Linked DNA regions of Mus musculus: region 1 is linked to region 2. Evidence: chromatin contacts called from public Hi-C data. All regions are on one chromosome and are shown on one strand. The core of a region is the stretch at or near the end of the contact, and the rest is flanking DNA. Distances in the headings are between cores, read along the strand shown. Region 1 overlaps Tmem201 (transmembrane protein 201). Region 2 overlaps Pgd (phosphogluconate dehydrogenase).

What was found. A called contact is a pair of places that touch in the nucleus more often than the background predicts.
Region 1: a Hi-C map of embryonic stem cells shows a contact between it and region 2, with 2.8 times the contacts expected there. The contact joins two enhancer-like sites. A contact is called at or near these places in 2 of 39 promoter capture datasets (cranial neural crest and erythroid cells), 1 of 15 datasets of contacts at CTCF or cohesin (large pre-B cells), 24 of 484 Hi-C or Micro-C datasets (B cells, the C2C12 cell line, CD4 T cells and 17 more), 9 of 115 datasets of contacts at active chromatin or transcription factors (astrocytes, embryonic forebrain, embryonic hindbrain and 6 more) and 3 of 9 other capture datasets (adipose tissue, embryonic stem cells and liver).

Annotation. Positions count from the first base shown.
Region 1 is chr4:149,728,830-149,733,706 of GRCm38.p6, forward strand. It overlaps Tmem201 (transmembrane protein 201), which reads right to left. Exons shown (of 11, transcript NM_001284270.1): 2 at 3,007-3,127; 3 at 2,234-2,428; 4 at 707-883. Among named protein-coding and RNA genes, the nearest start is that of Tmem201, 6.8 kb to the right of the region's middle. Within about 2 kb of position 2,017, at least 22 of the 459 cell types and tissues checked have an H3K27ac peak or open chromatin away from gene starts, as enhancers often do. A contact at or near this core is called in embryonic stem cells, where this site is marked.
Region 2 is chr4:149,155,898-149,161,478 of GRCm38.p6, forward strand. It overlaps Pgd (phosphogluconate dehydrogenase), which reads right to left. Exons shown (of 13, transcript NM_001081274.2): 5 at 4,938-5,056; 6 at 4,162-4,231; 7 at 2,064-2,198; 8 at 710-899. Among named protein-coding and RNA genes, the nearest start is that of Pgd, 8.0 kb to the right of the region's middle. Within about 2 kb of position 1,759, at least 26 of the 459 cell types and tissues checked have an H3K27ac peak or open chromatin away from gene starts, as enhancers often do. A contact at or near this core is called in embryonic stem cells, where this site is marked.

The DNA of each region.
Region 1 (4,877 bases), core at 767-3,266, 570 kb after region 2:
AACCAAAGGTCTGAGGTCTGAGGACAGGAGCCACCTGTTCTTTTGAGCAGACACAGGAGAGTAGGGACAGAGGTAGTGTGTCCTCACGGTCAGTGGCCAACTACAGAATGGAAATGACAGAGCCAGCAGACACAGGCCACATCTGACAGGAAGTCACATCCGGGTGGAGGAGGAGCTTCCTTGCGGAGTCTCTGCTGCGCACTCGCTGTTCTGACTGATCTTCTGCATGCAGACAGGCTTCTCACTGCTAGGCTGCGGTCCTGCTTACTCCTTTATTACTGCTTAAAAGCCCAGACCATTCACTTACACGCTGTAACGCACATCTGGGTCTGACCCCTGGCACTGGTGTGCATTGTGTGTGTAGCCCCTGGCAAGCATCTCAGCCCCACCCTTGGTTCCCACAGCCGCGACCAGAGCCCCAGTGCTCGGGTTACCGAATTGTGAGGCTGCCATGAGGAACGAATACAGGGTGTCTAGAAAGTAGAGGGTCAGCAAGGCAGCCTCAGAGCAGGCAAGTAGCAGCCACACCACCATCCTAGACACTCTTAGGAAGACCGCATCCAGCTGGTGACAGCAGGGGGCCACCAGGCAGCTGTTTCCCAGAAAAGGAGTCTTGGCACACTGCACTATGCCCCACACTAGGGCCCAGCTCCCAGACCATCTTCCCCCCCGACACCCAACACCCAAATGTCCCACGGCCTCAGACCTGCCCATGGGCCTGGTCAGCCTCCCGACGCCGGAACTGGTGGCTGAGAAGCAGGGCACGCAGCTGGCGGTTCTGGTGTTTGATGTAGTACTCGACGGCCGCCTGGCACGGGCGGCACAGCTTGTACATCTGCTCCAAGTGGTGGCGGTACACCTCAATCTCCTCATCGTAGCGGCCCTGGGGTGTGGACACAGGGCCTGCATCACAGCTGGGAACTGGGTTCAGACTCCGGCCCTGCCTGTGCGAACGGTGATCCGAGCTCTCAGGAGTGAGGGCTAGGAGCCGAGGCCATGACACAGGGACAGTACTGACATTCTGTAGCTCACAGCCTGCTCAAGTGGGGACACTGAACTGACACTCTGCATTCTGGCAGAAGGACAACCAAGCATCAGGGCCTTCCTTCTCCTTGATTCTGAAGGTATAACACACACCAGAGAGCAACAGTTCCACAGCAGCCCAGGCTACAAGTCCCATCCCTTGCTCCCTCAGAGATGAAGCAAGGAACACAGCAAGCGAGTGAACGAGCGCATCAGAGGGAATGGTTAGTGTGATCTCTCGTTGGGGTAAACAGGAAGTCACCTAGCATCAATGCTCCCCTCACGGCCTCTCTGTAAAGCCCTTTAAAAAATGACATGGACAGCCCGGTGTGGTGGCGCACGCCTTTAATCCCAGCACTTGGGAGGCAGAGGCAGGCGGATTTCTGAGTTCGAGGCCAGCCTGGTCTACAAAGTGAGTTCTAGGACAATCAGGGCTACACAGAGAAACCCTGTCTCGAAAAACCAACAAAAACAAAACAAAACAAAAAAACAGAACAGGGCCGGTGAGATGGCTCAGTGGTTAAGAACACTGACTGCTCTTCCAAAGGTAATGAGTTCAATTCCCAGCAACCACATAATAACCAATAATGAGATCTGACACCCTCTTCTGGTGTATCTGAAGACAGCTACAGTGTACCTATTTATAATAATAAATCTCTAAAAAAAAAAAAAAAAAAAAACAAGAACAAAACAAAACAACCACGACATGGACGCACTTATGTAGCGCATGTGTATGACCATGCCAGCGGAGGCGAGAGTAACATGGGTAAGTTTGTTCTCCCCGGGGACCGCAGGAATCCAACTCAGATAATCAAGCTTGGCGCTAAGTGTCTTTGCCCCTGAGCCATCTTGGTGGCTCTCCCTCTTGGCCTCCTGGTTCATTCCTGTCCCCTATCTTTCCTAGGCATCTTTGGGCCTCAGGTGGGATTGGCTCTCTTCCTCTCAGGAAGCCACATTGAACAGGGCTGACTAATGAATGAGACCAGGAGGCTGCCCTCTAAGGCTGCAGCTGGAGCCCAGGGCCTCTACCTCCCTTTCCTCAGGGACAGAGCCATCTATCCTGGCAGGCTCTGGTTTCCATGGTGTTGTTCTCCCAGTGGTCACAAGATCAGCTCGGCTGTGAAGGAAGCTGCACCCTGGAATGTGGGTGGGACCCTGGAGCGGCAGGTGACAGTGTGGCTCTACCCAGCCATCAGCCATGTGTACTCACCTCCTCCCGTGGTGTGAAAGCAGCCAGCTGCTTGATCTTGGTGGTCTGGTGGTGGCTGCACCTTCGGCACAGCAGGACCTGGCTGCTCACCCACTGCTGTGGCTGTGCAGGGTCCCGGGGACTGGGCACGCTGCTCACCACGTGGTTCAGGTGTTCCATGTACTGTGCTGGGATTGGCTTGTTGTAGTCTCCATTCTGGGAAGGAAGGAAGGAAGAGGCCCTGGTCAGCGCAGGCCGGCTCAGGGAGGGTTCAGATGCAGACAGCTCTGCTCTGGCTTTCTCTACACAAAGAGCAGCAACATTCCTTCTGATGCTGCCTAACATAGAACCCCAAAAATCTAGGTGCTGAGAAGCTACCCAGCATGCACCTCAGGGCACATCCCTCACCCTTGTCCCTTAGAACTACACACCGCCACTCAGGCTGCAAGCTGTGGGCAGGCTGTCTGTTACTAAGTGTCAGTAAAAGCTACACTCAGACACTCACATATTGCCCGTGGCTACACAATCAAGGCTGTGACAGAGAACAAACCGCCTACAAAGCTAAATACTGCACCTGTAGGCCTGAACTCAGACCTGCCCTGCTCATGACTCTAACCCCAATCTCACCCTCTTGTGGGGAGACAGGACAAGTGGCCACGGTTCCCTGAACCTGCTCTTCCTCCTCAAAGGGAGACACAGTGCCAGGACCAGAGTTAGAAGACAGTGGCGTGGAACGTGAGCTCAGACCAGCTCAGCAGCAGCCTCAGCACTGGCCACCCACTGACAGCCCATACCTCTTGAAAGCCATTGTACTGCTCACAGTGGGGACAGTCCCAACAGTTGCGATTCCCATAGGGCACCAGTGTATCGTGGTTGCAGAACCAGCAGTTGACCATTGTGTGTGTTGGCTTCACCCTATGGACCAAGAACAACAGTTGGGCTGGGAGACTTCGGCATCTGAAATGGAAGACCGCATTGCAAGGGCAGGAAGAGGCATCCAAGATGGAAACGAAGGCCCAGGCGCAGGGTGTGGAGTGGGAAAGGACTCTTAAATGCGATCTCCCAGGATGACTGAACCGACAACGAACTTCGGAGACACTCACCGCTCTGTAGGCTCCAAAGTATCTACCTGGAGACCCAGAACTCCAGCCCCCACTGTTCTGGGTCTCAAACACTGCGGGGTGGGGGGGGCAGCACAAGGTCAGGGACAGCAGCTAAGCAATGGGCCAATAGAGATGACACTTATAGAAATCAAGTTTTGGAGAGTTGTAAGACTTAAGGGAGCTTTCGGTCCTTCCCAGAAAAAAAAAAAAAAAAAAAATCCTAGAGAGCCAGCCAAGGAGGCCAAGTCACAGCTGCGCAGCCAGGGCCCACAGTGGGTTTTGTTGGTCACACAACAGGTGGGGCCTGCAGGATAATCGTGGCCCAAACACTGGGGATCTGTGCAGCAGAGGGCACACAGCAACTGCCCAGCAAATCCAGCCCAGGAATCTAGAAACAAATGACTGAAGGGCAGCAGCTGGGAGCCCTGGTGTCCTGACCTTGCCCTTTTGCCCTGTCCTCACTCAGAGGCCATGTCTAGTTCAGGGGCACTGCCCAGTCTTAGGTAGAGTGAGCCACCACACACAGATGGCCCTGCTCCTTAGAAAGCATCCTAAAAGGGTGGGCCTTACAGATGTGCTCAGGAGGGTCTCGCTTACACACAGCGTGTAAGCCAGGCCTGTAAAGTGAACCAGGAACGGTGCCTGCTGCTTCTGCATGTCTCAGACTCAATGACAAGACACGAGGAGTTTTGTAACGGAAAAGGCCTTCTAGTCAGGAGGGAAGACAGCTGTGGAAGTGGGGCTCTAGTTCCTGGCCCAGCCCACACCGCCTGCCCATCAGCTCCACTCCCTCCATGTACAGTGGGCGGGTGCAGAAGGGTATCCTATCAGCTGGGGGAAACAGCACCTTCCTCACTGGGGCTTGCTCTTGGGAAGTACTGAACAGAGTCCTGGCCGAGTCCATGTCAACACACGACAGCGAAGGGGACAGCAACGGTGACAGCAACGGGGACAGGGACATGGTGTGCTCTAGCAGCCCAGCCTCACACTTCCTGCTGCCTAAGTTCAGGTCTAATGGCAGGAAGAGTACTGCAGGGATGGCTCGGCAGTTAAAAAACCCACTACTCTCGTGGATCCGAGCATCCACGTCCGGTGGCTCACAATCGCCTGTAACTCTAGCTCCAGGGGATCTGATGCCATGGGCCTCCACGGGCACCTGCATTTATGTACTTACCACACACACACACACACACACACACACACACACACACACAGTTTAAAAACAATAAAAACCGCACAGGCTGGAATCTTCACTTCAGTCCCTCACTTTTCAAATAGGTTGCGCATACTTTGCTAGGACCCAGCACCTGACAGCTTCGTCGGCCCCCAAGTGGAAAATGGAACACAGGAGACTGCGGCACCAGCTGTGGCTGCAGGGTTGGAGATGTGCTCTGCTGGGGTGCCTGCGTTTGGTATTCCTGGGTAATTAACCACTTGCTTTGTGGTAATTTGTACATCTTTTATAGGCCTCTTTGTAATTATGCACGAGGCGTGCCTCACAGCAAGCAGTGTGCACTCTCATCTGCCCTGAGTCTGAGGCAAAGCACCCACCTGCCCTGGGG
Region 2 (5,581 bases), core at 509-3,008:
ACCGGAGCCAGCTGAGACCTCTTCCTTCTTCAGTTCAGTAGGTAGGAAAGGACCACGTCCACCCTAGCAGTGGGAGGGAACCCAGTCTCTAAGATGGAGGAGGGTGCTTTTGAAGGCAGGAACCCTGATACGCATAGCTAAGTGGGTGGTGGACAGATGCTCTCTGCACTGCTGGGATTGGCCCTAGTGCAGCCAACTTCCTCCTATCTGTGCAGGACTCACCACCCACTGGTCTTCCTCAGGGTGAGCCAGGATAATCATAAAATAAAGGAGGAGGACGGACAGACAGACATCCAAACCCAGAGAATTCATGTTGACTACTACATAAGCAAAATGTGTTTGTGAACTTTTCTTACTGAACCCATTTTTGTTTTTGATTTTGTTTTTGTTTGTTTGTTTTTCGAGACAGGGTTTCTCTGTATAGCCCAGGCTGTCCTGGAACTCACTTTGTAGACCAGGCTGGCCTCAGAAATCCAACTGCCTCTGCCTCCCGAGTACTTGGATTAAAGGTGTGCGTCACCATGCCCGGCTTACTGAACCCATTATCAAAGAAATCTTATAAAAACAACCAACAGCCAACAAGGCAGGCAGGCCTACATTCCGGTACTCAGGAGGCTGAGACTGATGTACGTTCAATGCTAACCTGAGCTACTCATCAAGACTGTCTCAAGAACCAACTACACAAAGAAGGGGAAAGCTGCCATATTACCAATGAGGGTGACGGGCATGCCGTACTCCAGCGCCGAGATGGCGGTCCACTTCCCAGTGCCCTTCTGCCCAGCACTGTCCCGGATCTTTGGCAACAGCTCTTTGCCGTCAGTGTCCCGGTACTTGAGAATGTTAGCAGTGATTTCAATCAGGAATGAGTCCAGCTCTGTCTTGTTCCATTCTTCAAATGCCTACACACAGAGGAGAAAGCCCAGTGAGAGGGTTCTGTGGGCACCCTGGCTCATCTGCCATATTCTTGCTTCTGTCTGTAGCTGGTGCCCTCACTGCAGAGCACATAGGGACAGCAAACCCTCCTCCTAGTGGCCTGAAGACTCCTATTCCTGCCCAGTGAGTTGAGTTTCCCAGGTCAGGAAGTTCTGTTGAGTATCTGCCTGGCTAATTTCTCAGCACTGAGACTGTCCCCTCTCCTTGGAGTCAAGCCCCTCATGTCATCTGGGCCTAGGCACAATATCACCTTCTTGTCGTACCTACACCCCACCTCCTGGGACTGGACATACATAGCTCAGTGGTGGACAGTGAGGTTCTTTTTTTTTCTTCTTTTCTTCCTATTGGATTTGAAAACAGGGTTCCTCTGTGTAGCCCTGGCTACCCTGGAACTCATTCTGTAGACCAGGCTAGCCTGGAACTCAGAGATCTGCCTCCCTAGGAGGCATCAAGGTGTGCAGCACCATGGCTGGCTCATACTGTGGTTCTTATGTATTTTAATATTTTCATAATAAAATGCTGAGGATGTCTGTGCTTCCCCACTGGGATGAACTTAATTCTTTTAAAAGATTTATTACTATATTTATTTCTTATGTGTTCGGGTATTTTGCCTGCAAGTATTCACATGTACCACTGCATACAAGGCCTACAAAGGTCAGAAGGACATGACTGGATGGGCTCTGGAAACTCGCCCCAGTCTTCTACAAGTGCTCTCAACTGCTGAGCCCCCTACTTGGTCAACAAAGCCAGCTACTTACTTCCTGTATGGAACAAAGGTAGGAACAAAAGAAGGACTGGGATGGGCTCTGTGGGGAGTCCTCATCTACCACACCTAAGGCCAGGCTCTGTGTTCTATGGGGAGGGATGGATATGAGGTCACACACGGTGCCTGACAAAGCATGGCTCACTAACTGCAGACTACGATTACTGCTTCATGGCCGATTACTGCTTCATGGCCGGCTATCACACTTTATGATGTTATTACCGTGGCTTCCCTTACATTAGGCAGAGTCCATGTGGGGCCACCAGACAGGCAGGTGAACAGGAAGGAGGAAGGGTTAATTGTCAGTAGCAAGCTCTCTCTCCTTTGGGAGGTGATTACCCAGGTGGCGGCAGTGCCCAGGACTTACCTGAGCCATCTCCTCATGCCGCATGCCCAGAACATCCTTCATCAAATGGTAAGCCTCACAGATGAGCTGCATGTCTCCATACTCTATCCCGTTGTGCACCATCTTCACAAAGTGCCCCGCCCCCTCATCTCCCACCTGTTGGCGACAAACAAGAGCCGTCAGAGCAGCAAACTACAGGGGAGAAGTCTCCGCAGACGAAAGACTTCAGAAAAATAACATGAGGAAACAGTATGGTTCCATGGGAACCTCCCAGCATCCAAAACCTTTAGCCCAACTTCCCACTGTCCCTCGTTATTAAAAACTACTCCCCACTCCCGGACCCCAGCCCCACACTAAAGTCTCCATGGTCTTGATGTTACCAGTCTTCTGGCAACTGCTGGCTAAATAGATTAGATTACTTGTAAAATAGATTAGATTACTCCCTAGACTCAAATGTAATACAATTGTTTCTAACAGATACTGAGGGTAAAACGACTTCTATCAAGGTCTGGCCTTGACCTTTTAAATGCAGAAGTGCATTCTCGGATGGTCCTATGAAAGCAAGGTAATCTGGTAGGATGTATCCAGCTTATCAGTTTGTCAGCGGGAGTTTAGGGAGGGTCTTTCAGCTGAGTTACTCTGTGAACACTGTCTAATGGACAGGGAGATGGAAGAAGGCAGCAGAGTCAGTCCACGGTGCCTCCAGGCTTACAGTCACAAGTAGCTACCTCCACAGCAGGGCAGCTGGACAGTCTTCCCTGGCAGTCACTGCTCATCAGAGGCTGCCTGTCTACCTTCATCACTGGCCTGCCCCTTCCTAACTGTGCGTATGAAGACATCTTACTTCCCCCTTCCTGTTGCTCCAGGCTCACCCACTTGCAGTCTACACTACTTATCCTTACGACCTGAACCCAAGCCTTAGGCCACAGGCGTGGACTATGGCAGAGTCAAGGCCCAAGAGTGCAAGCTTGGCTTTTCCTTTTGACTCTGTCCTAGAGGGAGTTAGAAGGAAGTAGCTGTCTGCCACCAAGGAAGGACACTGGCCCCTGGGGAAAGGCAGCCACCAAAGCTGGCAGGTCAGTGGGAGAGCTTCCCGAATGCCCACATGCCTGGAGCCTTATGCATCCCTACTTTTAATCATACACATTACTAAAATAATAAGGTGAGCACATAAAAATAGCAGGTATAGAAAGGGGGCTAGGTGTGGTGGTACACAGGCCTGTAATTCAGGAGACCCAGTCTTGAGGAGACACTCGGTGTTGGGGACAGAAAATGGTTCAGCAGGTGAAGGTGCTTGCTGCCAGACCTGAAGGCAGCCACATGACAGAAGGACACAACCAACTCTACAAACTGTGCTCTGACCTCCACAGACAGGCAGCTGCTTTATCACCTTCCAGCATATACACCAGAGAGAGAAGTACAAATCAGACAGACAGACAGAGAAAATGGAAGGCTGAGAGGAAGAAAAGGGAAACAAGAAAAGAAAATAAATTTGAAGAAAGGAAGAAAGAGGAAGAAAAGCTGTTAAGAACAGAGATAACCTAGCTTAGCTGTTGCTCAGAGAAGCCTTCCTACAGAGATCTGTCCTAGGCCAGCCGTCAGTTAACAGAGAAGCCTAAGGGCAGCTGATGGGCTTTCCAGTCAGTCCACGGTACTGATTCTCACAGCAACAGCAAACGGGGGAAGAAAGTGCCGATGGCCAGGTGCCTGAGCTCTGGGGAACATCTACAGAAAACCGGAAACCTGGGCTACGCAAAGATTCTTCCACCCGCACGGCCCGAGGCATCTGTTGGGACAAGGTGGCTAACCCACACACTAGCTCCTGCATCCTCTGGCCATGAAGTAAACAGCTACAGAGACCTCTGACTTCCCTTCACCATTCCTGATCCTATTTATGATCCTTGTTAGTAGGGTTGAGGAAGCTGCTTTTAGCACAGTAACCTCGGGCTCTCAAGGGCTGGTTCAGCTACAAGGACATGAAGACAGACGGGGATGTACTTCAGGGACAAGCTGGGACAGTGACTTAAGACTGAGAGGCTCACAGCACAGAGCTAACCACTGGGACCAAGGTGGTCTGTCTTCAGCGGTGCACGTCGTCAAAGGGTAGCCCAGAACTTGCCCAGTCACAGCAGGGTTCTCCGGTTCCCACTTTTGCAGCGATGGCTTGGAAGATCGCCTTGATGTGGGGCCTGCGGAAGGGGAAGTGAGTTCAATCAACAGGAGAGGGCCGAGCTTTCAGTGCCATGCAGGGACGCCACTCTCAGAGTAATGGCTGTGCGAAACTTTGCAGAGACACTCTGGTGTCATTGCTGACAAGCGTGCACCACCCACCCGGTGTGGCCTCAGAGTGGAGACAGCCAATTCACAAAGGAAAAGGCAGGGCAGACGCACCAAAGACCGAGGGGTGTGGCTCGGCGGTAAAGTGCACACCTGTCATGCACGAGGCCTCGGGCTCCATCCCCAGCTCCTCACTGACCCCCTCAGAACAGGAGAAGAAGGTCCCACCACTTTATGACCCAAACCAAGCAGTACAAGAACATCTCAGGGACACTCTCACCATCCGGCTGTCTGTCACCAGGTACAACATGGCTCTGCACATCTGGATCAGAGAGAAGCCAGCGCTGTGCAGTACTCTAAGAGATGCTCTCATCTGGAGCAACTCTTCATCTCATCCCACCTCACTACGGCTCAGAGGAAACGCTAGGCCCTTCCCCCTACCAAACAAAGGCTCATCTTCTCAAGAACGTTTGGTACAGACCCCAAACCTTGACACCTGCAAAACCAACGCTTAGGACCGCACTAAGGAAGACCACACCTGACGCAAGAGAGACAGGGGCTGAGGCCTCCCATCGAACCCTTACACCTCCCGCCTAGCTGGGCCTGTGCTGAACTCACCAAGCCTCTTTGTTCCCTCCTGGCATGAGTGACGGCCCGTACCGAGCCCCTTCCTCACCACCACTGACTCCGCTCCCCACAAACAAGATGCCCTTGGCCTTGAGGTCCCGGCATCTTCTCTAAAAGAGAGAAAAACAGTTTCAGGGTTTTCTCACAAAATAAATTCTTTCTGAGGAGGTGCAAGGCCAGGAATCAAGAGCTCACATTTGCAAGTAAATGACCCAAGGACCCAGGAGCAGCCAACCACTCCAGACAGTTTATACATTCAGAGTTACAGTTCAAAGGATGTTATAGAGTCCTATAATTTAAATGAAGGAGGCTAGAACAGGAGGATTAAAACTCTGAGGTAAAAATTCCTGTAAAAAGTTTAAAAGAATAACTGAATTTCTGAGATAGCTGCACCATCCCTAGGAGAAATTCCTGAACACACAGTCCCATTTTGATGGAGAAGACCTTATAGGATGAAGTGCACTGAAGAGGTGCGGAGGTGACTTAATGCTGTCTCACACGCTAGCCCACGTGACTTGCTTTGGCATCTGACACAGTAAGGGCAGGGATTTAGCAGGCCGTGCAGTGCAGAAGGTGGAGATTACGCAAGAAGCCCTCAGCCTGCGGTGTCTAAGCCATCATCTCACCCATCAAGT